Linked DNA regions of Oryzias latipes: region 1 is linked to region 2. A link is a contact called in public Hi-C data. All regions are on one chromosome and are shown on one strand. The core of a region is the stretch at or near the end of the contact, and the rest is flanking DNA. Distances in the headings are between cores, read along the strand shown.

Region 1 (2,700 bases), core at 144-2,643, 210 kb before region 2:
AATGATTGGAATGGGGACTGTAAACGCCAAACTCCTGTGTGTTTAAGACTCATGTCCTTTGAAAGACATGGAAATGCAATCATTGGCTTATCACTGTTTGTAGCTTTACCTATTCTTTGAACAAATTATTGGTCTACTTAGTATGAACTTTTTGTTGTTGGTGTTGCATGGGCCTCTTGGTCCATTAAAAAAGAGGAATCTCAATGACACTGTCTGGTTAAAAAAAGAAGATATAAACTAAAATAAAAGGATTTTTTTACTTCTTTTTATTAATTAGTTGTCACATAATAGAGAATATATGATATGTTGTGTATTTAAGATTGTTAATTACAACAATAAAAAAAAAAACAATACAAAAAAGTTCGTTTACCAATTGAGAATCATGTGACTGGAGTAGAGAGGTCAGCATGAGTCAGAGCTTCATAAAAACACGGATGTAGCAGAAAAAAACGATGCTTTCACTTCTATACAATCAGTCTTATGTTCTCCATCTGGTTTGAACTCAATGATTTTGATGTGATCACGTGTTCTGAGAGCTTTCCGCCTCGGGCTTCACCCTCATGATCACGTGACTTCTGCCAGGACTTGGAGCGAGACTAAAGGCGATCGATCAGCTTCTCAGTCAAATGAGAACAGTCAAGAGCTTTTAATCACATCACCTCCACAGGCAATCAGAAGCCGCCCCAAAAGTTGATTTATCAGTGCTTTCGTTATCTCTTCACCCCTTCCTATTTCCCAACCGTGTTTGATTCAATCAGGAACAATTGTCGACGTCAAGTAATCTTTAAGGGAAATGATTAGTAAATATAATGCTGTTTAATCGTGTAATTTATGTATCTTGGAACTATTTATACGCCCAAATGTATTTTAATTTAAAGATTTGGGAAACGATTATCTGAATGGAACAATTAAAACAACGCAGAATAGTGATTTTACAGGTTTTAAATATATATTTAAAAAAAATAGCAATCCAAAAACAAAACGTTAGCTTTTCGACGTGGAAAGCTCATGAAGTTCAGAGAAATTTTTCATGTTTGGATGACAACGATCAAAACTGTAGATACAAAGTTAACAAATCCGTTAATAGCTACCAATATGTACACCAAAAAAAAAAAAACATTCACCTACCTGATCCGTTTGTTTGCCTGAACCATTTGACTTTAGCAGGGATGAATCCAAAAAGAAGAGTTAACAACAGCAAACCGATCAAAGCTCCGATTTTTACTTGAAGGAGGTATTCCATTTTTTCAGTTTTTAGTACGAGTGAGGTTTGCCACCCAGCAGGGAAAACATGTGAAGCCTGTCAACACACCAACGACATCACGAGTGGGCAACGAAAACCTCACTGAGGCGAGGAGAGCTACCGCTGTTGGTGTTGTTTTTTTCAGAATGAACCTACAGCGAGCGCGAAGGGTCAAAAAGAGTCTGTTGCAAGTTTTTGTTTTGCTTTTTGAACGTAAACACTTAAACTACATAATAATAATAATAATAATAATAATAATAATAATAATAATAATAAATATTAATAGTAATAATAATAATAACAATAACACGAACATTAACATTATTATTAACATTAATATTACTATTAATAATATCTACATCAATAATAATAATAATAATAATAATAATAATAATAATAATAATAATAATAATAATAATAATAATAATAATAATACATAACACTGGGACAATTCTGGGACATTCTGCTGAAAGAGCTCTTCATGAAATAAATAAGTCATTCTGAAAAAAAGCAATGTGAAATAAAAACAAAGTACTTTGGAAAATATTGATTTTGAAGGGTCTGGAAAAAGACATAGACTTATAATAATATTCAGCATTGATTAAAATGAATATTTTAAAATGCTGTTTTAAAATAATGAACAGGTTTTTAAAGCAAAATGAAATATATTTGATAATATAATGGCTAATTTAAAATCAGTGTGCAGGTTTTTCACAATTTCATGATCTTCTTATATGTTTATGACAGATTAATTGGTTGAATGTGTATTTGCATGAGGTCATATTTATTTGTTTAATTATGAACAGTATAGGACTCCATAATATGAAACGTCTGGTGTTTAATTATAAAAATGTCCCCCTCTCATTTGTATACCTATATTTCCTTGAATTTCTTTCTTTTTATCTTTTATTAGGCTGCCTGAATATCATTAGTAAAGTAAAATAAAATAAAATTCCTTTTCTGCTTATATGTATTTAAATGACGACGGTCAGCAGATGGCGCCATGTTCACGGGTTTTATGATAAAACTTTTTTGAAGAGCGGGGTGATGACGACATATTCATGCGCCGGAACAGTAAAGCTTCTGAATGCTGATGTGTTTAAAGAAATGTCGGTGCCCAGTTAGATGCTTTTTTGTTTTTTTGATGGTGGAGCGTGACGAGCTGTGGAGACGGTGGGGAATCAGAAGACGCTGCGGAAGAGATTAACAGCAGAGAGATCATGGCGGTGAGAAAACAGACACTAAAGTACAAACCACTGGTTCACAGTGACACGAACTTTCAAGTTTCCCCAGCACCTGCTGCCTGTGGTGGTGGTTGGTGCTCCTGTTCGTCGGGACTCACCGCAGCATTAATTTCTCCATTCATTCCTAGAAAGAGGAGCACTGAGGTTATTCATGAGGTGCTTCAGGTACTTTCTGATCTGTCAGGAAATTAATAAGTTAGTTGCTGTTTTTCT
Region 2 (2,700 bases), core at 156-2,655:
CCCATTTCATCAAACTGATACAGATCACATGTTTTCTTATCTCATACGAATCTCTGATAGGAAAATGATATGTAAATATTGAAAGTTGAGCATTTGCCTGGTGCCACTGTATGAGTTTTTTTTGTGCCCTTGTAACCCTTTGTACAAAGCTTGCAGATTCATCGTGCAGAGTACAAAAGTGGGGGGATAGTTGTTTTGCATTTCTAAACTGCCCCCACTTCTTAAGGATTTTGTGTTTACTAGTGTATTTTTTCAATTAAAAAAATTATGTTTTGTTGCTGTAAATCTAATATCACTGAAATGCTTGTTTATATCCTTTTTAAATGATGTCACATCTGTGAGAAACGTGCATTAGATGATCAGCAGAGCTCTTTATTTGTGTCCAGCCTTCTTTGCCTTACAGCTTATTCTACTTTTTTACGTGTTTGGTCCATCCTCTTTGGTTTTGTTGTACTTTATCTTAAACTTGCCTTTTTTTTTTCATGGGCACTATCCAGAATAGTCAAATGATGCATTCTCATTCTTGGAGAAGAAACATATTGACCACTGTAGCAGAGCGGCAGGCTCACAGGTGATGCCAACTCCTTGACTGGCAGCACCTGAGGCTACCAGATCTCAGAACAAGAGAAGATAGCAACCGTAATATAAGCTGTTTGTCATTGGCAGAGAGGCTTTGGCTCATTATTCATGGGTGCAACCTGCAAACCCAGCTCTGCTGCTCTTCCCAAATGCAAAGTCCTGTCAAATGTGGACTATTTATAGGGAAAAAAAGATACTTATTAAACTGACACATTCTATTTCTAAGGAGAATCGTTACAACAATAAACCCAAACATAATTTGAATAAACACAAATGTCCTTTATTTTTGTGCTAAGTTTACATATTGTAAACTTCCTATGTGTCAATTTAGTCTGAAAAAGTATTCATCTAGTACATGGTCAATAGTATACTTACAATACTTCTACTTAATAAAATTACCTTTAAGTGTATTACTTGCTGTGGGTCTACCTCAGTTAACTTAATAATATTTTGTCATGATCTTTGGCTCTGTCTGGAGTTTAACTTCTGTTTATACAATTAAATAAACTGTTTTTTTTTCTCAAGCACAAAAGGTTTTCAAACTGAAACACTTTAACTGCTGATCATTTTATAATACATTCTAATCTATTTTTGCTAACTTAGGTCATTTTTTATTTAACAGCTAAACACGACAAAACAATCAAAATTAGGTGAATTAACAAAAAAGCAATTTGTAATTACTGAACAACAACAAAAATAATTACACAAATTAGGAATCCAGAGCTTATTTTTAGGGTTATGTCAGGTAGACCTTATTCTTAGTTTACTTTCCTTCAAACTAAATAAATGGGAAATAAAACTGAAACAAAAATTCAGGAAAAACAAAACAAAACAAGTATCATTATGATTTGCTGATGGATCAAGGTAATTACAAAATTATCCATACTTTCCTCTCGTTTTGTGATCATACGCATGCGCATTCACCACCCGATCTGTGCGTCCCAGTCACGTGACAACACCTCACAACGCCTGCGCAAATCCATAGAAGATGGCGGAGAGTGCGGAACTGAAGGTAAGGCGCAGCCTTAAATCATCACAAATTAACCCGCTTATGATGCAGGCGCCGGCTGTGTCGTCCACTTTTTAGGTACAGTTATCCACGGGGTTGTGAAATCTTGCCAGATGTTGGATTTACGAGCCAAAAGCAGCATTAACTTTTTTGAATTGGCGAGCGCCAGCTCTCGCCCGAGCATCAGCATGTTTATGTTTAAATGTGAGGAGCGCTAGTTAGAGCCCCGCAGCTCGTTTGGGGGCGGCTGCCGCTTTTGTATTTATTACCACAGTTCCTTCTGTTGTGGGGAAAAAACAAACACAACAAAACAAAACTCACACACGCTACGAAGAAAACGAGTGCTCCTTAATAAAGCAACATTTCAATCAAAATATCGTCTGACTGAGCCGCGGTTTACACATCATGACAGCGGCGCCATGCCCGCGAATGCAGATTTAAAAAACAAACAACAAAAAACAACCATATCTTATATTCTTTGGGCAGGACTAAGTTTGTCACACAAACCCTACTTTTTTTCTTTCTTTTTTTGAATCCGAGGTGAGCGCGTGCTTGTTTGCAGGTAAAGTCTCCCGCCGGGTCGATCTGACCTGAGAGAGAGAGAGAGAGAGAGAGAGACTACCTGTTGATGCTCGCCTATTAAAACCCGTCTCTCCGTGTAACGGTGCCTCCGTTAGCCGCTATCAGCTCCGCGATCCGGTTATACGGCGAGCGGCCGTCACGAGCCGCGCAGCTGGACACTCTGACTCTTGATTTCGAGTAATTTCTCAGAGCACATCCATCCAGCAGGTATCGATCCCAAACCTGCGCTATTTATAGACGCTTCCCCTGTGTGTTTCCACTGGCTGCACAGAATCTGCCGATCCATACATGCTGCTCAGTCTGAGCCAGGTGCTGCTGTTCCGCCGCACACTGTGAAAAGAAGACAACACAACTGCTGCTGGGTTTTTGTGCTTCAGTTGACAAGCCCGGTGTGCTTGTGGAACAAAGCTTCCCAGCTTGGAATTCTGCAGGGTTTTGCCCATCTTGTCAATGTTCAATCCTCCTTCCAGAAGCTGGGATTGCAGTTCAAATTCTTTTTTTTTAATCACAGTATGGCAAGAGAAAGGGAG

The links. Hi-C and Micro-C count contacts between places; a contact is called where the count stands out from the background.
Region 1: a contact with region 2 is called in a Hi-C map of embryo, with 2.7 times the contacts expected there. The contact joins the promoter of slc39a1 here to the promoter of LOC101169428 in region 2. A contact is called at or near these places in 2 of 5 Hi-C or Micro-C datasets (embryo and fibroblasts).

What each region holds. Positions count from the first base shown.
Region 1 is chr3:12,716,994-12,719,693 of ASM223467v1, reverse strand. slc39a1 (zinc transporter ZIP1) reads right to left here and starts at 1,393. Exons shown (of 4, transcript XM_023953098.1): 1 at 1,129-1,393. The coding sequence starts at 1,243. tmem208 (transmembrane protein 208) reads left to right here and starts at 2,300. Exons shown (of 6, transcript XM_023953097.1): 1 at 2,300-2,469. The coding sequence starts at 2,464.
Region 2 is chr3:12,503,373-12,506,072 of ASM223467v1, reverse strand. It overlaps LOC101169428 (E3 SUMO-protein ligase PIAS1), which reads left to right and starts at 1,405. Exons shown (of 13, transcript XM_023953063.1): 1 at 1,405-1,591. The coding sequence starts at 1,568.